4 separate regions of the Mus musculus genome follow, and regions 1, 2 and 3 are each linked to region 4. Evidence: chromatin contacts called from public promoter capture Hi-C data. All regions are on one chromosome and are shown on one strand. The core of a region is the stretch at or near the end of the contact, and the rest is flanking DNA. Distances in the headings are between cores, read along the strand shown.

Region 1 (5,902 bases), core at 132-2,631, 2.8 Mb before region 4:
CAAATTGGGAAGAACTGGAATGTCCATCAACAAATGAAAGGATAGCCATGTTGTCATACAGCCATACAGGGCAATCTTTAAAAAGGGAGAAAAACTATCTATAGGTATAGTAATATGGATGAATTGCAAGTGAGTTATCATGTGTGAAAGAAGCCAGTCAATAATTATTACTACAAAATTCTAAACAAATTTATTTTGTGATAAGAAGTAGATCAGTAACATGGGTGTGATATGGCAAGCCTGTAATCCCAGCACCTAGGAGGCTGAACCCTGAAGACAGAGAGTTGGAGGCCAGCCTGGGCTACCAGGCAAGAGCTTGAGCCAAAAAAAAAAAAAAAAAAAAGAAAGAAAGAAAAAAGAAAAAAGAAAAAAAAGCCTGAGCCCTGGTTGCCTGGGGTGAGGATAAGGGAGGAATTTGAAAGGAAAATTAGGAAATTTTTGTGGTGATAGATTTGGTCACAGTTTCGGTTGTGGCGATGCTGTAGTGGTGCGTGCGTGCATGTGTGTTCTATGCAATCATATATTTTAAATATATACACATCCTTATAAAGTAATCGCACCTCAGTAAAACCATAGAAACTCCCAGAACTGACTTTATTGTCCTTCCCCTGAAACAGTGCTTCTTTCCTCTTACATGCTATTGAAAGCAGGGAAACAACATGGTTGGCAGGGATATATCTTTTCAAAATTTTTTTAAAGACAAAAAAAAATGAAATAAAATAAAATAAAAAACCAACCAAGAACCTGATTTTCTAAAATGTCTTCCTATTGACCTATTCATTTATGGATTCCCATTCAGTTGAAAAGGCCTACCAAGCCCGCACACATCCTTTCATGGTTGTGATGACGTATGAAAAAAAATACTGTTAGGCCCTGGGCTTCTAGAAAAATGGAGTAAAATGCACTTTCCCCAGTACCACTAAGAACACCCAAAATGCCTAATTTCGATATAAAATAAGGTGGAGGTGAAAAGCAGAGCTATTGAGGGCTACCGGACCTGATGAACACATGACCGTGGGTTTCCATACCTTCCAAACTGGTTTTGGAGAAGCCAGCACCCCAGAAAGAGCAGGCACAGAGAGAGAAATGAAAAACAAAATAAACAAAAATCCCACCCTGCAAGAAAAGTCTGATTTTTCTATCTAGACAGAAAACTTCTGCACAATGACAGCTCCATTTCAGCCAAACACTACAAGGGGGTAAAAAAATCTCAAAAGTCTGTGTGGCCCCACCCTTAAGCAGGAAAAGCTCGAGCCTTCTAACAGTAAAGAGACATTCCCACACACCCCTTGCCTCAGGGAGATAGCAGGGAAGGCAGGAGTCCCAGCGCTGTGGCCTGCGGGGAGGCTAGGGCGCCTCCCATTCCTTGGCTCTGCTGAAACAGCCCGGACTTTCCCCTCCTCCAAGAAGATCCGAGGCGTCCCGCCCCCTCCGCCGACGTCACCCAGCCAGGGGTCTGAACTTTCACCCCCCTTGCAGCGCTGACGAGTTCCTAGCTACCGCCAGATTACTGGAGGCAATGTGGAGGCGCCACAGAGCGCAAGGCGACTGGCGGTTAGCGGCCTAGAATGGAGCCAGCATCCTGTCCCACCCCGCCCTGCCCCGCCAGCCCCGCCCCGCCAGGCAGTCACACGTAGTCCAGGAGCGCAGGCGCAGGTGCGAGCGTGCGCGTGCGCACACGTCAGCAAACGCGGCTCTCGGAATCTGGAACTTAACCCTTCCTTGCCTGTAGCTGGTTAGTTTGAGCTGCGTAGGAGAGACTTGCTGAAACATAGTATTTAACTAATATAACGTCAGTTTTTGAAACATACTCTCCATACTGAGAATCGGGGAATTCTCAGCTTGAGTGGGAAACGACAATTCACTAAGGTGACAGGATTGTTAGAATCAACTGGCAAGGATTTAAAAACAGCTGTCATTTGTAGCCCTTTTTTGTAAGCATGTTTGTTTGAAACAAATGGGGAGGAAAGTCTCAAAACTCAAAATTTTTTGAACTGAAAATTACAATAGCTTACAGGCAAAAAAAAAAATTAGACTCAATAGCAGAATCTAAAAGTCTAGGGGGAAAATCAGAATTGATCCGATTAGAATAGAATTTACTCTATTTAAGCAAGGAAAGAAAGTAGACTGGAAAAAAAGAATAGCCCTTCAGGGACATGGAAGATAATATATTAAAAATCTAAGTTTTTGATCATAAGAGTTTCAAGAGAGAAAGATGAAATTAAAGTAGTAATCAAAGAATGAATGCCTAAAATGTTCTGAAATTTGCCCAAAAGGCATAAACATATAGATGCAGAATATGTGTGTCTGTTGTTTTTTGGGACATAGTTTTTCTGTAGCTCTGGCTGTCCTGGAACTCGCTCTTGTTTGTAGACCAGGCTGGCCTCGAACTCACAGAAATCCAGCCTGCCTCCGCCTCAAGTGCGGGGATTGAACATATTCACCACCACTGTAGGGCAAACCTGAGAAATTTTTAAGCAGGATAAACAACAACAAAAACCTGTGGTTTATCAGAGCCAAGCTTCTGAAAGTTAATAGAAACTAACCTAAGCACCCAGAGGAAAACATGTTCTCTAAAGAGAAAAAATAGGAGAAAGCAAAAACAGTGGAAGAAAACTGCCATGTTTCTCAAGTGCTGAAGAGAAATTTAGTCAGGCATGGTGGGTCTCATATGCCACACTTAACAGTCTGAGAGAGGAGGGACCCTGGGTTTGATTTCCCAGCGTAGCAAATAAGAACCATGATAATCTTGATAAACATAAATGACAGAGAAGTCTTGGCTATCAGGAAGGAAGGAAGAATGACAGAGTAAAAGGGAAGATAAATACAGTAGACAATGTTTCCTCATCTTGGCCTTTTAAAATCATGTTTAACAGTTAAAGCAATAGTTACAGCACAGGCTTTTGTAGTTCTTAATGTATGGAGGAAATCATTAACATAATTACATTATAAATGGGAGAGTGTTAAGTTACTAAAAGAGGTAAGATTTCTACACTTTATTCAAACCGTTAAAATGGAGACTCCAATAGACAAACCTGTGTATGGATAATGGAATGCTTAGACATTGAAAGTACCAGGCACCCAGGACCAGGAATGGGAGTGGGAGGATTGGAGAGCAGGGGGAAGGGGGAGGGGATGGGGACTTTCAGAGGGGAAACTAGGAAAGGGGATAACATTTGAAATGCAAATAAAGAAAATATCTAATTAAAAAAAGGCACCAGGCAAAGACATACGCAGCAGGACATAATGACATGAATCTGTAGTCGCAGCTACTCAAAGCTGCAGCAGGAGAATGACTTGAGCCTGAGAGTTTAGGAGAAATGTCCATTTCTTGAGAGATGGGGAGGGGGAGGTAGAGAGGGAGGCAGGAAAGGAGAGATAAACAGGGAGAGCAAGAATGAGAATAAGAACAAGAAAAACATTCTTGGAATTGTGCTATATCTCTGTAATCCCACAACTCAGGAAGTAGAGGCAGAAGGCTCAGGCACTCAAGGTCATCCTGGGCTACTTTAGGAGTTTAAGGCCAACCTGGGCTACATGAAACCCTATCTGAAACAAAAGAATAAACAAACAAAATATCAAAATATATACAAGGAACGCTATAGCTGAAATAAGCAGGAAATTACAAAATATCTACAAGAAACACAGGAGGAAGGCAGGTGAAGGAGCAAATGAGAGGGTGATGGAGGTGAGGGGGTCAGAGGTAACCCTTTTGTCACCTAGAACACAGTTGATCCTATGCTTTGGGGTGCACTGGAAATGTGGAAAGGAAGAAGAACCCACCAGGCTCTTCCACAGAGCTGTGCATTGGCTAATTGATTCCCAGCAGGGCTGTTTACACTAGGACTCAAGGAAGGCTCTTCTTCAATCCTCCACCACACCAGAAGGGGCTCTCTGCCAAGGCGAGGCTCATCTGACTTCAGCACCGTAAGGGATCCCTGCTGGGGCAGCATGGCATTTCTGTTTTCTGATTACAAAAGCCCAAAGTACCACTGTGTGTGTGTGTGACCTACAGTGCTGGTGAAATGGAATGAAATGGCTTTGAAAAGAGCCTGATACAACTTTGGCAAGAGCTAGAGGCAAACTCAATACATTTGGAGCTCTGCCCTGTTCCAAGTCAGGCACTCTTGGCAAACTCTCCCTTCTAGATATAAAGACCCATTTTAGCAGGCATCTTCGCTCTTTGAGCCACTCAGAAGAAAATGTGAACTGAGCCCTGGAAGCGATCAACTACTGCCCGTTCATGCTATGCCATTTAGGACAGGACAGGCTATCTGGATCCTTCCTGCTAGGAGATGAGCCCCAAATCTGGTGGAAGAGCACCTGCTATGACCTATTGGCCCTATGTTTCTGTCTCCTCCAAACCTTGATCTCCCAGAAGAAAACCCCTAAAGGCTTTCCATATAGTTATTTGTAATTTTTATACTTTTGAAAACAGGGAGCTGGCGAGATGGCTCAGCAGGCAAGAACACTGACTGCTCTTCCAAAGGTCCTGAATTCAAATCCCAGGACCACATGGTGGCTCACAACCATCTGTAATGAGATCTGATGCCCTCTTCTGGTGTGTCTGAAGACAGCTACAGTGTACTTATGTATAATAATAAATAAATATTTTTTTAAAAAATGGAAAGGAGGGGCTGGAGAGATGGCTCAGTGGGTAAGAGCACCCAACTGCTCTTCCGAAGGTCCTGAGTTCAAATCCCAGCAACCACATGGTGGCTCACAACCATCCTTAATGAGATCTGACTCCCTCTTCTGGAGTGTCTGAAGACAGCTACAGTGTACTTACATATAATAAAAATAAAATAAATTAAAAAAAAAGAAGATTTAAAAAAAAAATGGAAAGGAAAGCGAAAGAAAAAGAAAACAGGAAAAATAAGATGGCTTAGCAAGAAAAGGCACTTGCTGCCAAGTCAGAAAACCTGAATTGGATCCCACAAACCCACATGGTGGAAGGAGACTCCCACAAGTTATCCTCTGACTTCCACATTCATACCATGGTGTGTGTGCCCTCACCCAAAAATAAATCTAAAAAAGTTTTTTTTTTAAAAACAAGAAAAATGACCAGGCATTCATTGGTTGTACACACCTTTAATCCCAGCACTCAGGAGGCAGAGGCAGGCAGATTTCTGAGTTCGAGGCCAGCCTGGTCTACAAAGTGAGTTCCAGGACAGCCAGGGCTATAATAAATAAATTAAAAAAATAAAAGGTGGCCAGTACAAGACAAGCCATTCATTATTCCAAATGCCATTTTAATTAGTTTGACACCAAAGCATCTTAATACCTCCAATAGTGGCACTATTACCATCAAATATTAAAATCAGTTTCAGAAAAAAAATTTCGTGTGTGTGTAATGCCTCACATCTGTAACCCAAAACTCAATAGGCAGAGGCAGGAGGATCACTACAAATTAGAGGCCAGCCTGATCTATATAGGGAGTTTCAGACCAGCAATGGTTATATAAAGAGGTAGAGACAGTCTCAAAACAAGACTAAACCAATACAAAAGACTAATGCAGCCACCTCATTTTAAAGACATAATATAGAAATGACCAAACATAGCAGATTCATGGGAAATTGATATTTTTGCAATATAAAGTTTTCCAGTCCATGTTTCCCCACTCCTTGTCAACTTTTTAACATACATGAGTTTCCACACAGATGTTCCTCAGTTCCCCATACTCCTGGAGTATGGCTAATCATATTTTCTTGCCTCATCAGCTGGCTAGGAACTACATTCCAGTGCTCATGAGCTTCTCTGATTTTGTTTTCAAAGCTTTTGATGTTTTCTCTACCATTCTTGTGTCATCTAAGGGAAGCCCATCTCTCAATTGGAGCTTTCAAATGATTTTTCTAATCATGAATGGGTGTATCATATCCTTTAAATGAATTTTATGAAAGTC
Region 2 (6,549 bases), core at 2,630-5,129, 2.5 Mb before region 4:
ATATTGTTTTCAAAAGAGAGAAAAACCTTTCAATAAGAAAAGTCAAAACTGGAAAAGGAATGGTCTGATTCGAGCTGACACGAATTTATTGTCTGTTCCTCATGAAAATTAAAAAGACAAGAAATGACCTTATATCAGTGTGATGGGTATTCCTGGTTGTCAACTTGACTATATCTGGAATGAACTACAATCCAGAAATAGAGAGCACACCTGTGATCCAGATGGGTTTTTTTCCCTTTTTCCTTCCTTCCTTTCTTTCTTTCTTTCTTTCTTTCTTTCTTTGTTTTTTTTGTTTTTGGAGACAGGGTTTCTCTGTGTAGCTCTGGCTGTCCTGGCACTCACTTTGTAGACCAGGCTGACCTCGAACTCAGAAATATACCTGCCTCTGCCTCCAGAGTGCTGAGATTAAAGGCGTGCGCCACCACTGCCCGGCATGATCCAGATCTTGAGGCTAGAAGACACAGGCTTCTAACCCAGATCTTGACATGGGACAACACACACCTTTGATCCAGAATTTAAGGCATAGTAGCCATGAAAAATTTAGGCTCAGGCAAGGTAGTATACGCCTTTAATCCTAGGAGACTGCGGTAAGCAGATCTCTGAGTTCAAGGCCTGCCTGAGAGAGCAAGTTTCAAAACCAGGTGTGGTAGTACACTCCTTAAATCTGGGCCACACCTTCTGCTGGAGGCCTATGTAAGGACAATGGCGGAAGGCTCTCTCTCCCTCCTTTGCCTGCTTGACCTTACTTTCCAGCACATCTGTTGGAACCTACTTCTTCAGGATTCCAGCTTATAGAGAAGGCCAGCTGAAATACCTAGTCTCATGGGAATGAGCAACTACTAGATTCTTGAACGTCCCATTCACAGTTGCCCATTGTTGGGTTAGTTGTACTGCAGACTATTAATCACTACAATAAATTCCCTTAGTACATAGAGACATTCTGTAAGTTCTGACTCTAGAGAACCCTGACTAATACAGTCTTCTAGAATGGACATGAATAAAAAGTATACAAATGATGAAGATGGTGAGCAAAAAGAACCCTTGTATACTGTTGGGGAGAATTCAAAATCTCCACAGGCACTTTGGAAAACAGCATGAAGGACCTAAAATCACTAAAGAGATTACTGAGTCAGTAATTAAATTTTCTGGGTATACATTAAAAGGGAATGAAATTACTATGCCACATATCTGCACAACTCTCACTTTTTTTATTTTTAATTTTTTTTTTTTTTTTTTTTTAAACAGCAAGTTTAATTTCTTTTTTTTTTTTTTTTTTTTTTTTTTACTTTTTTTTTTTTTATTTATTTATTATATGTAAGTACACTGTAGCTGTCTTCAGACACTCCAGAAGAGGGAGTCAGATCTCGTTAGGGATGGTTGTGAGCCACCATGTGGTTGCTGGGATTTGAACTCTGGACCTTCGAAAGAGCAGTCGGGTGCTCTTACCCACTGAGCCATCTCACCAGCCCTATTTTTAATTTTTGAGACAGGGTTTCTCTCTGTAGCTTTAGCTGTCCTGGAACTCATTCTGTAGACCAGGCTGGCTTTGAACTCAAAGAGATCTGCCTGCCTCTGTCTCCTGAGTGCTGGGATTAAAGGTGTGTACCATCACCACCATGCTAATGCTTTTTTATTTTTGAGGCAGGTTCTCATATACTCTACACTGGCTTTGAACTCATTAGGGCGTTGAGAGCATCTTTAGCTCCTGGTCTTCCTGCCTCTAATTCCAAAGTGTTTCAATTACAGCACTACACTGGACAAATACAGCATTATCCATAATAACCAAGATACAGAAATAACCTGTGTTTATCATGGAGAGAAATCAAATGGATAGAAAAGATGTAGCTGAGTGGCAGAGAATGATAGGCATAGCTCTATCGAGGTCCTGTGGTTTATCTTCAACACACCCACAAAAAAAATGTGTGTGTCTCATCATGTACAGTGTCCTAGCATTCAGGAGTGAGGCAGGGGGGATTTAGCTTACAGTCAGTCTGAGTTATACTGTGAGACTGTAGACATGTCTATTATATATCATACACAATGAAATGTCACCTGCAACAACATGTATGGATCAAGAGGACATTACATATTGTCAAATAAGACAGGCACACAAAGCCAGTATCTCTTCTCACTTCAAGTGGAATCTTAACAAGTCCAATTCACTAAAGCAACAGTAAATAATTTTTATCAGATGCTGAGGGCAGAGAAAAGGGAAATGTTGCTCAAAAGATACAATGTTTCAGTTAGGCAGCAATATGTTACATAGCGATGTTAGTTAATATCCCAGATATAGAATAACATCTCCTACAGATAAGAGTGAATTTTAGTTGGACATGAGGTGCACACCAATAATCCCAAATACTTAGGAGACTGAGGGAGGGGATCACAAGTTATCATTCTAATTTACATAGCAAGTCCCAGGTGAGCCTATGTCATTTAAGGAGAACCCAACTCAATAAAAAATAGCTGGGGATATAAAGGCAGAATGTTTGCCTACTATAGGCAAGGATTTGGTTGGATTCAATCCTTAGTCCTGCAAAAGGCAATGTTGTGGCAGGAGGTGGTGGTATATTCTAGCTGTCACCACAAAGAATAAAGTATGAGAGGTGATCAAAGTCAATGAGTCCGATTTGTTCATTCGGGAGTGTATTCATGCACTGTACCCCATAAACATATGCAATTTAACACTGTACCCCATAAATACATGATTTATCAATCTGAAAAATGGATGAGGTAGTGGAGGAGCTTGTGATCCCAATTACTTTGAGCTCAAGAGCTAAAAAATGCCAGCCCCGACAACACAGTGAGACCAAGAATCAAGAGCACTGCAATTGTACAAGTGGAGAACAAAGAGAATTGTCTAACCTTACGATCAGCATGAGCATCTGTTACACCTGCGAGAGATGAAGCTGCAAAACGATGTTTAGGTAGGGTCACAAAAATAGACGCTTTTAACAGTTAATTTTTCCGTGACTTGTGCGTGAGAATAGCTAGGTTACTAAACAAAAAACAAAAATAAACGCACACAAAAAAACTTTCGAAGCCCAGACATCACGAAAGACCAATTGCTTCCGAATCTATGGAGGTGGAGGGAACCCACAGACATGTTTAAAGGCTTGCAGTTCGTTTCAAACAGAAGCCAAGATTAGAAAACAGACAAAACATGTGGATTTTGGGAGAAAGAGGCTGTAGTTGGAAAGATGAAAACCCAGGCAGGATAGGGCGGCTACTGCAAGGGCAGGGACAAAAGCCAAGAACACCAGCAAAGGATTTAAGGACTACATGTGTTTCAATGTTGGGCTTTGGGTGACAGCAAAGGCGCGGCACACAGGAGACTGCATTCAAATGACGTTATTGTGTCGTTGCTCTTGTCCCACAATTGACAAAAAAAAAAAAGGAAAAAGGAAAAAAAGAGACTGTAACGTTTTCTCCCACGCGTCGCGCCAGGGTCGCCTATGGGCGGAGCGTGCGTTGGACAGTCACAGCGCGCGGTCGCCGCAGGCCGCCTTTTTGGGGCCCCGAGAGGAGAGACGGGTGGTTTCTCCGCCAACCCTTCTCCGTTCACCGTCCCGCTGCGGTCGCCTAGGCGGGGAAAAAGAGCGCTTAGGGACCACTGACGTTACTGTGACGCGGCCGCTGGACTGGCGGCGCGGCTTCCGGCGCCTTGCGCCCACCCCCCTTTCCGCTTTCCCGCCCACGCACCTCCTGGCTCCGCCCCTCTCCCACGCACCCCCTCCTCCTGTCCCCCAGAACAGCACAGCGCGGGGAACGGTCGCAGGTTGCCTTTGGAAAGGGCCTCCCGCGGGTTCCCCTTCCGTTCTGCCTGGCGACTTCCGCTCTCGGCCCAGCAACATGGACGCTATAACCCGCCGGCCGGGCGGCCGCTGAGCAGTCGCGGAAGCTTCCCCACTTGAGTGGCGGCCGGCCCGCCTCTCTGCCCTCCCGCCCCACGCTCGCCTCCCTGCGGCCGGCCGGCCCGGCCCTACATGGGGGCGGGCCTCCGCAGCTTGGGCTCGGCTTCCTGTTCAGAGGCGGCCTGGCGCTAGGCGGCGGCCACTCTGCCCGCGCCCGCCTCGGTGCGGTCACCGAGCCCGGGAGGAGGCTCCAGGGCCGCATCTCAGGCGGTTGCCCCGAGCCGGGCTGTACGCCGCCATGGCCCCAGTGCAGCTGGACAACCACCAGCTGATCCCTCCTGGCGGCGGCGGTGGCAGCAGCGGCGGCGGAGGCAGCAGCAGCGGCTCCGCGTCTGCCCCGGCTCCCCCGCCGCCCGCAGCCGCTGTGGCGGCGGCAGCTGCGGCGGCAGCTAGCCCTGGATACCGGCTTAGCACGCTCATCGAATTTCTGCTCCACCGGGCCTACTCGGAGCTTATGGTGTTGACGGACTTGTAAGTGCTGCGAACCCATGCCTGCTTCCCGGCTCCTCACTTGCCCTTCCCGCCTTCAAGAGAGGCTTATGCTTGCCATTTACTGAGCTAGGCTGCTGAGCGTAGAATTTGGAAATTCATGGGGTTTAGGTTCTGGGGACAGGGAGGAGGTAACTATTGGGGATCTGGTTGACGATGAAAGCACGGAGACTGGTTAGTTTCGCATGTTAACACTTGCGCTGAAGATTGTCTTTGGGATTTTTGTCTTGAGTTCCCAACAGAAGTGTATTAATTTCTATGTGGAATATTTTCTAAAAACCTAAGTCGAAGAGTAAGCATTGAGGACTACGTAGAATTCGAACTGAACGGGATTTTCAACGAAGGGAAATGTTTTACATCTTTTTTGACAATGTTTTAAATGAAGGTTGCAATTGTTTCTCTTAAAATGCCGGAGGTCGATTCTGTGTAAAACAATTACATTATAAATTCTGATTCTTTCTGCAACATTTGAAAGCGTGTTAAGTCTTTATGGATGTAGTGAAAGTAGAATACTTTTTTTCTAATGAGCCTCCGGGTTTCAGTCTAGTTACCTATGAAATGCCTTGGGGCGTGATTAGGGTGTTAATACCTTCAGAGTACAAGCCGACTACACGGATGGTTCACTATGTGAATAAAAGGTACTAGGAAAATTTGAAACTCTTTAGCATCTTCTACCTGAGGTCCATAAAAGTTTTCTTTTTACCTATTGTTAGGCTCCCTCAGGTTTCCAGGGAAATACGTTAGTATGTAGACGCTAGGATGTATCTTGCAATACTTTGTTACTGGAGAATTACATTGTACATGACTAAAAGAATTAGGGCGGGCTTCACTTACTCTTGTAAAACATTCCCTTTCAGTTTTGATGTACAATATTTTATTGAATGAGACAAAGCTTAACCTTATCAAAAGTGGTGGCGGTATTACTATTCTCCTTACTATTGAGACGGGGTCTTCCTGTGTAATCGGGCTGGTCGCTAACCTTCAGTTCTGGCTCAGCCGCTTTAGTGTTGGGATTACAAGTATGAGCCACTACACCTGGCTGAGATTTTTTTTTTTTAACACACGATTTCCTCATCTAGTAAGAGCTAGGATTACAGGTGTGTGTACGTCCCTCACCCCGTATGGCTTCTGACTGAGTGATCTGTCAAGCTTAGTTCTTGTAGTAATGTACGTATATTGCATGTGTTCATAAGAATTCAAGACAGTTTAATATATGTCCTGTGCGTAGCTGTGGTAAAAAGACTGATCATGGATCATGTGATTGGTTTTCTGTAAAGAATTTGTAAAAATGTATTGAATTGTGTTCTATTTTTAATTTTAGGATTTAGTTTATGGAGAGAGATCTGTTTTATTGATATAGAATAATCTATGTTTAGTCCCCCCCCCCCATCATTTGTATGACTCCTAAACATATCTCAAGCACAGCCCTCAGCTGAATTCCACATTCTGTGTCCAGATCCTTACAGCTCAATATCTAACCCAGAAGCTGTGTTCAGTGAAAAATAAGAGATTTGTGGCCCAGGGTTTCGGAAGGTAAAAGCAAGAGGATCACAAGCTTTAGGCCAGACTCAAAGTACAAAGTGAAACTCTAGTTTCAAAAAAGATTCCATAGCCAAACATGGTGGTGCATGGCTTTAATCCCTGCAGAGGCCCCACGTGCATGCCAGTCTTACGTTTGAGACTAGCCTGGTCTATATATAGCCAATTCTAGGACATTGAGGGCTACATAGTAAGACCCTGTCTCAGACTAACCACCCCCCCACCCCCGTCTAGAAAAAAAACCACAGGGAAAAAAATGTTTAGAATCGCTTCTCTATGAGAGAGAGCATAAAATTTGTGGCTAAACCAGGATACCTTTGAACATGGGGAAAATGTTATAAATATAGTAGTGTATATCTGTAGCCCTAGCACTTCAGAGGTCAAGGCAGGAGCATCAGAAATTAAAGAACAGCCCGTAGGCAACATAGGAAGTTTGATGTCAGCTTGGGTTGCCTGGCATTATATTTCAGTAGTAATAATGATAATGCACATTGGTTAGGGAATGTAGCCTAGTGGTAGAGCGCTTGTTAGGTCCTGACTCCCTCTCTCCAGTGCTACACATTTTTTTTTTTTAAAGATAGAACAGCAAGCCTACACTGGGACTACG
Region 3 (6,430 bases), core at 1,733-4,232, 2.5 Mb before region 4:
ATTTGGGGTTGTTCTAAACAATCTCAATTTAATCTGTCGTCAGCAAGACAATAGGACGTTTTGCTGGTCACAACCTAGTCCAGTCATTTAAAAAGTCCACAGTGCAGTGCCTGTCCAGTGTTCAGTGGAGTTTCTGGCACTGGTACATCTCAATAGGATTTCTTTTTAAGAGTACTGTACTGTCTCTTGAAGCCAGTCAGGGACTTTTTAAACTTTAATGAATATGGTGTGATTCAAATGTCTTCTGATAACTTGATGTTATTTGGAGGAGTTTTTGTTTTGTTTTGTTTTGTGTGTTTTTTTAAATGATAATATCATGCTGAGTTATCTAGACAATGTATTATCCTTGATGAAATTTTAGATGTTTGTCTGATTACATTTTAAGATGATTGAGCTTCTACAAGTATAACCATGAAATTCTAGTTTTTTAAGTATCTTACTGCAACTGTATCATGTGTTCTCCTCAACTTGGCTTGAGTCTCCCTTGCAGTCAGAGTTGAGGCCTTCTTTGTCTTCTTTGTCTCTTTTCTGCTTTCATCTCCTGCTTTTCACCCAACTCTGCCACTGTTCCAGAGTAGGTGACTAAACTTTGATTCTTCCTTTAGCTTAACCTTTTTCTCCTTCTGTTTCCAGTTCTCTTCACAGTACTAATCACATGGGTTCGGCAATCTAAGATGTCTTGATCAGGAGTCAATCCTTTTCTATTTGGAGCTGAATCCTAGCTTTCATGTAGAAATCTACATGTATATACAAGAAATGTATTTTTATCTGCAGGATGATATTGTTTCAAATAATTTTATTAATAGAATTAACTTTTCAGGTATTTTCTCTTTTAAGTGTGGTTTTAAAATGTTAAATGAATTTTTATACATGATGCATTCAATGGCTACTTTTTTCCTAATTATAACACCTTTGAATGCATTGTGTAAATCAAGTAAGATAGGATTCAATGAACAGAATTTGATTTTGATGCTTATTAAGAGTAAACCAATGAATTTGAATTTTGATATCATGCTTGGTACTTGGAATTGGTATATACTTTATTAAAGCTTGGAAATACTTAGCATTTGAATCGTAACTTTCACCACGAACCATGTCTTTTGCCTCTTTTGTTAACCAGATTCAATCAAAGAAACTGGATGCCATAGTGATTTTTCTCTAGTAGGTGGTTTGGAACTTGATTTTAAGGTGTTTTCAATGTGATTTTAGTATTTACGGTAATAAATAAAATTTATACAAGTTTCAGAGAACTACCAACTCTCTTTGGTGAAGATGTTTTGGGTTGTAATCCTGGCTTAGTATTAGTTCAACCCTGAAAGAAGACATCAGTCCTGATTCACCCTTTTCCCTTTTACATCTACAAAAATTTCATTTCAAAAAGTATAAAAGGACTTTTCACGTTAAGAGAAAAGGGGGAATGTCATCAAAAATAAGGCCACTTAGTAACTGCAGGGACTGACTGTTGTTTGACAGTTAACGGACTTAAGGATAGGCATACATGGTTTTTCTGCCATGTTTTTCCCCTCCAAGAGAAATTCCAATTAAGCTTTTTCTTTCTTTTTTTAAACAAGACAGGGTCTTGCCATGTAGCCCAGGCTGACCTTGAACCTCCTAAGTCCAAGTGACCCACTTCTGAGTACCAGGAAAACAGGGCTGTTCCCTACTCCCAGGCCCCCCTTTCAGTTGTTCTTGATACAAAGTTCATACTTACAGAAAATGTTTTAGTCAGAAAAAGGAAAGTCCTAATGTAGACTTCATTCAGAGGTGGGTTTTTTTTGGAATTTTTGATTTGATTTGATTTGATTTGATTTGATGGGAATAGGGTATTTCCCATCATTTGCTTTGAATGGGTCTAATGTTGAGGTTAGTAAGACAAAATTGGTATATACTTTATTAAAGTATTACAGAGCCTGCCTACACTGACTGTACTTTGAGTCTTCAGATCATCACATCTGGTCTCTATTTTTTATAAATTGTCCCCACTTCCAACTGGCCAGTGGTTTGATAAAATGTCCAATAATGTAAACAGTGGATGAAAGAGCATATTTGCGTCAATATAAAATAAGTTAGCATTTACTCAAAGCTTAATGTGTGCCAGGCATCATTGTAAGTGTTCCCATCTGTATAAATGCTCCTCACCACACTGTGAGGTAAGTATTAATAACCTCCTCTTACAGATGATAAACCGAGTTACAAAGAAGGAAATAACGTCTTAATAATATTAAAATTAGGATCAGCCAAGATCAAAACACAAAAAATTGAGAGTTTGAGCCCAGAGCTAGTGGTCCTTACCATTGCCTGTGCAAGGCTTCTCTGTTTACAGTGTTCCTTCCGACTCTTTTGATTCCATACCACTTCAATATGTTTGCCAAGGTCAAAAAACCTCACTCAAAGCATCTAAAACATGTTTTCTCACTTGATGTTGACAATCTAATGCATTCTGGTCTGTGTAGCATATGGCTTCCCTGTGCAGCTGAAATAACCCTTTTCTGAGCTGTCCAAATCCAGGAAGTACATTATCCCTTTTGCTTCTTCCTGCCAGGTACTCTAGTTAAGGAGTTTCTGGTCCTAGTGTCACTTTAACATATGTACTGGGGAGCATGGCACACAATACAATAGGCCCCCTGCTTCAGGTGAGGGTAAGCATGTTATTGATACCCCGAATTTGCTGTTCAGTGGGTTTAGGGATGAGTTAATTTTGTAGAATTGCACAATGCAAGGAACATGTCATTCGAGAAACACACCTTGAGCATTCCTCTTTACAATAAAAAGGTCAGCACATCAGGAGGGGATCAGGTTGGTTAGAGGGTTGGCAGGGTATTCAGGAATAAAAATTAAAGCTTTAAAAGGATTAGTCTAAATGTTCCATGTCCACAAACCAAAGCGGTTCCTTTAAGCGGGGGTGGAGCTGCCACTTCCTGGAGCGGAAACAGTGGCCAGCCTCTAGCCTCTGAAGTGTACACCGCACAGTGACGCTAAACGTCTGGACGTTTTGGGGGTTGGGCTACGCCTGCGCTGCGTGGGAGCATCCCAGGGTGCTGCGCGTGCTTACCGCCGGCCCCGCCTTCAGGAGTAAGACATGGTGGTGTCGGAGCTGGCAGCCCGCCTCAATTGCGCCGAGTACAAAAACTGGGTGAAAGCAGGACACTGCCTGCTGCTGCTGCGCAGCTGCCTGCAAGGTTTCATAGACCGTGAAGTGCTCTCCTTTCACCGTGGACTGCTGGCTGCAGTCCCTGGCCTTGGACCCCATGCTACCTGCCGCGGCGGTTCCCGGTGCAGCCCGCGCGCTCGCCAGGTGAGCTGCTGACCCCGAACTCGGGCGCGTCTCCACAGCTTGTCCCCCTATTCCGTATGCTTGCAGTCTTTTTCCTTCCCGGGGCGGGACTGCTTCCTACTTCCGGGGTGTTCCTGTTTTGCTGCCCCGCCCACCCCAGTCCCTCCTCACCTCTGCCCTCTGTAGTTTCAGCCTCAGTGTCAGGTATGCGCAGAGTGGAAACACGAGATCTTGAGGCATCACATCAACAGAAATGGAGACGTGCACTGGGGAAATTGCAAGCCAGGCCTCTGGCCCAAAGACCCTTGGGAGGTAGCCAAGGTAAGTACTTGTAGCCTGGAGGAAAGCATATGAAGTTGCTCCTGGTGCCCCAGGGTGGAGGGTGGGTTTTGAGTGCAAGCTGGGACTTCAGAAAGTACAGAAATACTAGAAGATAGGTTGGTTCTCTGGGGTCTAGTGGCGTAGTGGTGAGGGGATACTAGAGTGGACCCATCTAAGCTCAGTAAAATAAACGCCTCTGTTTCTTCGCTTCCTGCAGGCACTTGAGTTTTATTGTAAGACGCTGTCTTAAAATAAGGGGAAAAACAATACAGGCTGAGAGACATGGAAGAACAGTTAAGGTTTACTTTACAGCAGACTTTAAAAAAAGGCTTACTTTTGCTGTGGCGTGCGTGCCAAGAGGATGCTTAGCTAAGGTATACATTTTTAGAAGGTAGAAATATTAGTTATGAGGTAGGGGTTGTTAGGCCTGTGTTTAGATTTTGTCACTGTGACTTAATGCCTAGTCTGATTGGGAATTTGCTTGGATTTCTTGATGTTGCCTGGAAGCTGTGTAGTGAGTGGAGGGAGGTGTCAGAAGTAGCTTCCAAATGCAAATTGACAAATTGCTTTACTATTATCTTGGTTTGTGCTAGCTAGTTTTCCGTCAGTTTGACACACCTGGCTTAAAACCACCTGGGAAGGAGGGAATCCAAATAAAGAAGACGCCGCCACAAGATCAGCTTGGAAGGGAACCCACTGCTGTCACTTCATTCTTGACTGAGCCTTAATGCCTCTCTCTGCACTTTGGTTCCTGGAGCTATCTGTTCCTGCCTTCCCTCCCCAAGCTCTTCTTCCCATTTCCCCTCCTTCACCCCAGCTCATGCTTCATGGAGTTGATGGAACCCCAGACACTGAGTTCCTTGTCCTTTCATTGAACCTATAACTCTGCATGTGTGTGTGTTTCTTCTTTTTGCTACAAAGTGACTTCCCATTTGCCCTGTCCCTCCACTTATATGTCGAATCTCATCCCTTAAATCTTTAGCTGTCCACTCTTCTGTTTCCTGGCTTATTCCCATCACCGTACGAATAGCTTTACCATTATCTTAGTTTGTGCTAGCTAGCTTTCTGTCAACTTGACACAAGCTAAAACATCTGGAGAGGAGGGAACCCAAATAAAGAAAATACCTCCACAAGGTCCCATTGCTAGCAAGCCGGTAGGACATTTTCTTTGATTGATATGAGGAGTGCCCAGCCTGTTGTGGGTGGTGCCATCCCTAGGCTGGTGGTCCTGGGTTCTATAAGAAAGCAGGCTGAGCAAGCCAGTAAGCAGCACCTTTCCATGGCCTCTGCATCAGTTCCTGCCTCCAGGTTCCTGCCCACAGTGATAGTTGCTTACAACTATCTGACTCAGAACCTCTGACTTACATACTTCATAGCTATATTTATAACCACTTGGAAAATACTTAGAAAATAAAATTGTTGGGAAGGGTTTTCTCTAAACTCCTACTGTCTCCCCATTTATCTATCAGCTGTCTTTACATCTACTTAGCAGAACTTCCTCAAGAGGACTTGATGCCTGGTACTCCTTAGCTCCCACATGTTCTTCAACTCATGCAACCCTGGCTCCTGGCCCTGGCCCTGGCCCTGCCCCTGCCCCGCATCTGTCCCTGACCTCTGTTCTCCAGCCTTCTCCCTCCTCTTTCCAAGGCTAGCAGTGTAACCCAAGACCTTACACATTCTAGGAAAACACGCTTAATCCTGAGCTACACCCCAACCCTGGGTTTATTGTGTCTTGGTTCTCCTTCCTCTACTTCTCAGCTATTAGGTTTGCAGGTATGCAGCATAGCTCCTAGCTTCATCGTTTTTACCTATCAGGCATGTACCACTCACCACCGGCACTTGGATTTAGACACTCCTGCCTTTGTGACATCTCTTCCTCCTCCTCTAGCCTCTCTGGCAATGACCCTTGCCCTTGTAATTCAGAGCTACAGATGTGCTTATTCCAGGTGTTTCCCTAACCCCTCTGCTGCGTCTCCTCAGCAGTTGGCATTTAGTTCTGCAGTGGGATTTACCTACCTGATTCCTTGCCAAATAATACTCTCCTTTCTTTCTTTTTTTTTTTTTTTTAAATAAACTGGCTTTTTTTTTTTTTTGGCTTGTGAAATGTCCTTAATTTGTTGATGTAGCCAACAAATTTCAAGTCCGCTATGCAAATGGCAGAAAGAATCTGTTCAACAATTAGCTTTTGAGCTCAGTTTCATAAGGCTATATGTGAAAATATTCTGAACTACAGGTATTAAATACTGAAAAAAATGAACAGTTTATTATAATTTATTTTATTTAACAAACTGGGAAGTTTGCAGCCATCAGCAGTTCCAGTGCAATTTCAGGTGCAATTGGGAATTCAGGTATTTCAGTGGAGCTGTTAGTATAGCGGACCTTGTAGGTAAACTACTCGCCCAGCATGGCCTGCCTGAGTTCATTTCTCCAGCTCCAGCCCCTCAGTGAAGAGGTAGCGGAAGGCTGTGGGACTTTCATAGGGGTTTCTCTGCTGTGTGTTTACTGAGTGACACATGTCGGTGTGCAGCGCTGTACGGAGGCAACAGAGGCTCCCTGTTAGCTTCTGATTTCAAAAGAAAGGGAATAATTACCAAAATAAAACTAATCTGTCAAAGACAATTAATTGTTTGTATTAGCAAGAACATATCGGGTAGAAGCTATTCTACACTGGGGATGTAAAGCTAGGCCAGTTTAGAGGCATTGATGGACCGTCTGTGTTTTCCCTTCAGCAACAGCTGAAACGGGCTGTTGGTTTGCTTTAGTCTCCTTATATTAGTTACCTGGGTACACTGATTTCTTTGTTAACCTCTGTAGCATCCCTAATAGAGAAATATG
Region 4 (6,441 bases), core at 3,237-5,736:
GACTGGAACTCAAGCAGGTCAGAAAGCAGGAGCTGATGCAGAGGCCATGGAGGGATGTTCTTTACTGGCTTGCTTCCCCTGGCTTGCTCAGCCTGCTCTCTTATAGAACCCAAGACTACCCAGAGATGGTCCCACCCACAAGGGGCCTTTCCCCCTTGATCACTAATTGAGAAAATGCCTTACAGCTGGATCTCGTGGAGGCATTTCCCCAACTGAAGCTCCTTTCTCTGTGATAACTCCAGCCGGTGTCAAGTTGACCCAAAAACTAGCCAGTACAGAAGCTCTCAGTGAGCTCTGCTGTTTAGGGATCTCCCAACGTATTTTTTTTTTTTTGAAGTACCGACACACCTGCTTATGTTCCTGCAACTTGAGGAACAGTGAAGGCAGTTGCATTGTAATGTGGCACAAAATTCAAATCCTGGAAGAGTTTCTTCAATGCTGGCAAATAAGAAATGAAGTTCAGGGAGGAAACACAGCCCATCAAATGTCTTTCTTATTCGTACATGCTTTTATTTTTAGTTGACAAAAACATCCTCAGAAATTACTCCCAGCTAGATGTAATACAGTCAATAGCCAAGACTTCTACTTTTTTTTTCCCAGATATGTAAAATTCATGAGAACCAACACAATTTCCCAAGGATTATCTGAGTTTTTGGCTGTGTGTGCATCAGAAGGGAATACAATACATATGTGACATGAATATACCTAAAAGCAGAGATTTTTTTTTACCATTTATTTAAAAAAAGCATGCAAATTTCCATCCTAGTAAAACGGCCATGCTCTTTTATTTTTACATAAAGAATTCCTTTTTGACCTAATAGTTCATACTTCAGGACATGGCATCTTCATTTTTTTTTTCAAAATTAATCAATGTTTTGATTTTAGAATCACCAATGCCAAGAATGCTATTTTGCATAAATATACAATTAAAAACAGTAGAAATATCTTGAAACTGTTTGAAAAATTCTTGGAAAAAAATCTGTCCTAATCCCACACCAAATTTCATTTAATGACTTTTTTTAAATGAAATTTCAGTCTGCAATTAAAATAGTGAGTTTTAAAAATCAAGTATTCTAAGGCACTATAATCCATATAACAATTTGATGATTACTAGCTAAGAAATGACACTAAGAAAATATAAAACGTGTTTTTTTAATTAAAGCATCATGTTCTTGTATATACAACAAACATATAACAATACCTCTAAGCTGAAGAACAGCAGCAGTTTGCTCACACTGCATGTTTATGAGAGCACACACAGTTCAAAGTGCACAGGTCCTGTGTTTAGGAGTGAGGCTGTAGGAAAGTCACAGGAGACAACACAGGTGATTGATGGCCAGAAACCCCTCAGCTCATTACACATTTGATTCTAAATTTATCTTTTGGTCATTATGTGTTCCAAAACCTTCCACTGTTGGCAAACATTTTGTGGCCCTCCATATTCAGTTTCATGACAACATAGGATAAATAGTACAAATGACAGTTTGGAAAGCTGCAACTTAGACACTTCATGCTCTCCAACTGTCAGGATTGTGGGAGAGGCCCTTATTGTTTTTGAAGGGCCAGTGGCTCTCCTTTAATTTCCAGTCCCCTTGCAATGCACACAAAACTGGAAAAACACATCTATTCTGATCTAAAACACAGAATTTCTAGCCTCATTCTGTTGCCTTCATGAGGTAACCAAGGAGGTCACGCTTACAATGCAGCTAAAGCATGCTTATACTTCCATCAGTATCCCAGGCGCCCATGGGACCCGCTGAAACCACTGAGCCTTGCTAGGCATGCTGCAGGAATAAAAATGACACTTTTGAGCCGTTGCCAAGATTTGAGTGCTATTTCCATCGTGGCACACATGGCCTGGCTTTGCCTTCCAGTACAGTGAGCATAGCCAACTTTGCCTTGTTTCTAATACCTACTGGTATTAAGTGCTACTGTATTCTGGGCACTAAGATAGAAGCTAGACATTCATTACCTCGGATGTCTAAGACATTTCCTGAGATAGAGCATATGAACAGATAATATATAATATAAATGATCTAAGGTGCCATCATAGCTGTATGTGTGTGTGGCACCCTTAGATTATAAATATTAGATGAATCAAAAGTATCAATATTATATTGTAAGGGGAATTTTATTCTTCTCTTCTTCTCTGCTAGAAAGCTGTGTGTCTGAGCTAATGCCAGCGTCTCCACCATATTCTCTGGATGCAAGGCCTTGCTGTCTTCCAGGATTTCTATTCTATTACTTTTCTGAAGAAGGATTCTCTCCGCATCTATTCAATTGGACCTCCCAGTGGTATCATACATTGCTTAGTTTAACAGAAGCCCTCCTTTCACCCCTCTTCCCGGCTCAAATGCTGCTTCCTCTCTTCCTGGGTCCCTCTGCACTTACTGTCTCGAATGCTGATGCTCAAGGGATGCTTTTCCCTCAGCGTCTCCAACTTCCTACTCCAATACTGTTTCCTCTTCCATTGCCCCAGCAAACCGCTCTTTTTATAACACAGAGAATGATCACCATATTTCTAACTTCAGAAGGTAATTCGGTGTCATTTAATTTGTACACATTATGTGGACAATTTGATTATACTCTTGTTTGGTGCAGTATTTTCCAGTCTCTCTCTCTCTCTCTCTCTCTCTCTCTCTCTCTCTCTCATCACCTTTTAAGCCTTATAACCCATTGCTAGGATATCATACTTCGGCATTCTTCACGATTCACCTTAGATTCCTTTGTCCTTCCCTTTCCTTCTTTCACCTGTTCCCGAGACTGCCATGATAGCGTTGATCCAGGAGTTCCATAAGTGTCTGGCTCCATCTGGACCTTCTGTGCATCAGTTGCTTGCTGTGCTCAGCAACTCCACCTGACTTTCCTATGTGTTCAAGGGCTGAGCTCACTATCTCTTCCATTACCTTACTGACCTAACTCTAACCTCCTCTGCTCCTTGCATAGCACTTCCCATCTCTGTAAACGGCACCACCCTTGCCTAGATACTTATGTGAGAAACCAGCGTGGAAGTGCTCAGCACTGACTTATGCTCTGAAATTTATTTTTAGAAGTCAATGAAATAACAGGATAAGCAAAGAAAGTCTTTAAATATTCTGATTTTTCTCATCATGATTGTTATGAGCCTTTAGACATGAGTATTAAGTTCTCCTCAAAATAAGTTAAGTTACCTTTTTTGTTCCTTTCTGCTGATGTAAGTTATATGATAGGTCAGCATTTTCCAAGAGTTGACAACTAGACACCATTTCCTGTGTGCCAAAATACTGAACTTCGGGCAGCCTGACCACTTTTGTACCTAAATACCTGTAATAGCCTTTGAATTGCCTCTCAGTGCTCAAACTGCTTGTCAGAAAAGCAGCCCAAACAGGTAGAATCACTTCAAGAACATGCATAACTGGTCCTTTCCTATCACTTCTGAGCTTAAAGCTCCTCCATGACTTTCCATAGTCTTTAGGATAAAGCGTCCGATTCTGTGGACATGCCATCTCACCTCGAACCAGCCTCAGCAAGGTCCTGGGAGGAACTGATCACTTTATCAGTCTTTGCATACAGTTAACTATGTCCAGACTTCTTTAATTTCATTCAGTTTCTTTGGCTTCAGACCTTCCTGACTTTGTCGTCATCAGACAAGCTTTTGTCTTTCTTAAATCCCTGTTCCCAGGTCGGTGCTCCTTGCTAAGCATCTTTACTAGAATCTCATCCTCAACTTTAGTTTGTACACAAGTGATTGGATTCTATTCCCTCTTTCCTTCCTAATAAAAGTGCCCTGAGTAAGTGTAGGTAATAACTCTCGAATTCTGGGAGCCTTAAATTCAGTTGTGCTTGATTGAGACCCAACTACCTCAGGTATACAAATGGACTCATCCTGGAAGATTTTCTTCCTATTTATTTTATTGTGGCCAACTATTATGGGTGGAAAACCAAGGTTTATCCAGAAAAATATAATATTTCAGAGGAAATTGTATAGATCTTGGCCCTTTAGTTTTATAGGAGATGCAGGCGGACTGTTTAGACCTCAGGCTAAACAACCTGAACTGTGCTTCTCTTCCTATGTTTAATTGGCATATCCGCAAACAGGAATGGCATTATTCAACTTGCATGATTGTAATAACATTTATTACGACCATTTATTCAATAAGGATCTAATGTGTGCATCGAGTATATTTGTTTTGTTCCTAGGATTGCAAATGACATTTGGGATGTAAACCGCCTAGTACCTTGCTGTGTTACAGATTGTTAGTCCTAGTGTGTTGTCAAAGCTGTGCGTTGACGTTTGCATGAGTCACAGAAGTTAGGGCTATGTGAGACATGATGTTGTCACCATATCCCCTCTAGGTCCCTGCATGGCCAGGATCCCTTCAGAAGTAGATGCGCTCCAGAGTCTGCAGCATGGCCGCTTCCAATCGCGACCGCTAGAGGGTGTGCGGTCGCTTACCGCCGCGACCATGGCATCTGCGCTTGCGCCTCACTGACACAGCTTCCGCCAGCCTCCTTCCAAAAGCCTTTCGCCCCTCCCCGCCCCGCAAGGCTCCGCCTCCGTTGCCCCTAGCGTCTGTTTGTTGACTTCCGGGAGCACAGTAGTGGTCTATGCCAAGAGGGTCGCGATGGGGGTCCCAGGGGGTAGGGCAGCACCTTAGGCTCAATCGAGTCGCCCCTGCTATCTTTCCGAAGCAGGCACAGATTCCGTTCGCAGGCTTCGGCATGGCGGAATCTGAGTCACTGGTGCCCGGTGAGTCGCGCGCCCCCAGTCGTGGCGGCTGGCCTGGAGGGAGGGTCCGCGGGCGGGCGGGCGGGCGACAGGCCAGGCCCCGCCTCCGAGCCGGCCCCGTAGTGGTACAGGCCGCAACCTGAGCCTCAGTCAACCGCCTTAGATTTGCGTTTGGGAATAAATAAATTCCCTTTGTCGGGCTGGAGGAAGGGACAGGGACATGAGGGACCCTGTGTGTGTTATTAGCAAGCTGAAATAATGGCTTTTCTTGGAGGCGGCGGCAGCCATTATTCTCTCGCGAAGCATCCCAGGGTCTCTAAACATTTGAGCAAGCGGATGTCCCCAGGACCCGGTTAGGTACAGAATTCAGTAACGAGTGGAATGCGGGGTGAAAGGTTAAAAAGAATGGAAGAAACGAACTGGATAAAGAGAGGAGGGCCTTCGGTGAATTTTTTTTTTTTTTTAAGACTGACTGTCGTGAAGTCTTTTAAAATTATGACTCCGTACGGCTTCCGTACCGGGTAGCCCAGGTAGACATTTCCTGGAGCAGCATTTATTATAAGCGTAGAGTTATAGAGTTGTTCAGCTAAAATGGTGGTCATAATCTACTGAACTGGTTTTTGCATATACTCTAATGGGCTGTTACTAGCATTATGAAAAATAACCACTATATTTGAGCAGAATTGGACATTTAAATATGTATTGCACTTTCTGCTGTGGTCTTGGCTCAAACAGAATTTGATTCTACACCACTTGGAGCTCATACCTTAGTGAGGGTGCAAGAAAATAGTTACAATAGGCTTGACATTAGTTGGCAGAGGACAGAAAGGAACCACCCAACCTTGGTTTTTGGGTTAGGGGAGTGTCTGAAGAGAGATTCTGGGGAGCCAGAGTAAACACCGTTAAATAATTCCTTGTAGGGAAGCCTTGAATCATTTCGAGGTCCTTGCCTCCCAAGGCTCAGTGACTTGAGTCGAACTGGCTTGCTTCAAGCTTGTTCTCAAGTGGTTTAGTCCCGTGCACATTGATATATATTATTAATATTTACATTCAGTATGCTTTCTCTGGAAATTTCCCCCAAACTGGGTCTGACTTTCTATTTGAGTGGTGTGTGTGTGTGTGTGTGTGTGTGTTTAAATAGTTACTTGGAAATGTTAATGGATATTTAGTCTTTTGAAAATGATACTGGTCCAAGTCTGTGAATATTCCTCAGATCAGACAATGGCAGTTGAAGAATGTCAAATCTCAGCCTCCATCTCCAATCCCCATGGACTGATCCGTAGCTTGAACTCTCATTTCTTCTCAATGGGAACAGGAATACCCGAGGTGTTTCCGTAGTAAAACCTGGGTAATATGCTATCTTTCACACTGAAAGTATTGAAAGCTGTGTTTGATTTCCTACTCAGCATTCTAGTGATGTGAAAATGGTGGTAGAGTGATAAATAGTGTAGAAGGGAAGTTTTCTGTTTGAAACTTAGCACAAACTTCAGTGTAACTGATATTTCCTAGAGGAACGTCTTGTGCAATGGGTATAAGTAGCAAGGAAAACCTACACTATCAGTAATACAGTTGAGCAAATAAAATACTTATCAATAAATATTTTGGTAGCGAATCAATTAGAGAGATTGCTGTGTAGAGCATAATTAATTGCCATATGGCCTCTATTCATTGCAAGATTCTGAGAAACCAGTAATTTCCAATGTTTGTAATAGGACTTTACAGAGGTAGCCATC

Evidence for each region. Promoter capture Hi-C pulls out the DNA fragments that hold promoters and counts their contacts.
Region 1: a contact with region 4 is called in a promoter capture Hi-C map of pre-B cells, with 4 times the contacts expected there. The contact joins the promoter of 5730405O15Rik here to the promoter of Rpgr in region 4. A contact is called at or near these places in 3 of 39 promoter capture datasets (erythroid cells, liver and pre-B cells).
Region 2: a promoter capture Hi-C map of erythroid cells shows a contact between it and region 4, with 40 times the contacts expected there. The contact joins the promoter of Med14 here to the promoter of Rpgr in region 4. A contact is called at or near these places in 4 of 39 promoter capture datasets (the 3T3-L1 cell line, cranial neural crest, erythroid cells and 1 more).
Region 3: a promoter capture Hi-C map of hippocampal neurons shows a contact between it and region 4, with 3 times the contacts expected there. The contact joins the promoter of 1810030O07Rik here to the promoter of Rpgr in region 4. A contact is called at or near these places in 4 of 39 promoter capture datasets (the 3T3-L1 cell line, hippocampal neurons and pre-B cells) and 1 of 115 datasets of contacts at active chromatin or transcription factors (astrocytes).

Annotation. Positions count from the first base shown.
Region 1 is chrX:13,037,494-13,043,395 of GRCm38.p6, reverse strand. It overlaps 5730405O15Rik (RIKEN cDNA 5730405O15 gene), which reads right to left and starts at 1,381. Exons shown (of 3, transcript NR_038158.1): 1 at 1,287-1,381.
Region 2 is chrX:12,759,303-12,765,851 of GRCm38.p6, reverse strand. It overlaps Med14 (mediator complex subunit 14), which reads left to right and starts at 3,879. Exons shown (of 31, transcript NM_001048208.1): 1 at 3,879-4,385. The coding sequence starts at 4,153. Gm14634 (predicted gene 14634) reads right to left here and starts at 3,574. Exons shown (of 5, transcript NR_045852.1): 1 at 2,866-3,574.
Region 3 is chrX:12,670,191-12,676,620 of GRCm38.p6, reverse strand. 1810030O07Rik (RIKEN cDNA 1810030O07 gene) reads left to right here and starts at 2,982. Exons shown (of 7, transcript NM_175141.6): 1 at 2,982-3,295; 2 at 3,461-3,595. The coding sequence starts at 3,080. It overlaps Med14 (mediator complex subunit 14), which reads left to right. Exons shown (of 31, transcript NM_001048208.1): 31 at 1-1,250.
Region 4 is chrX:10,214,840-10,221,280 of GRCm38.p6, reverse strand. Rpgr (retinitis pigmentosa GTPase regulator) reads left to right here and starts at 4,486. Exons shown (of 17, transcript NM_011285.2): 1 at 4,486-4,729. The coding sequence starts at 4,588.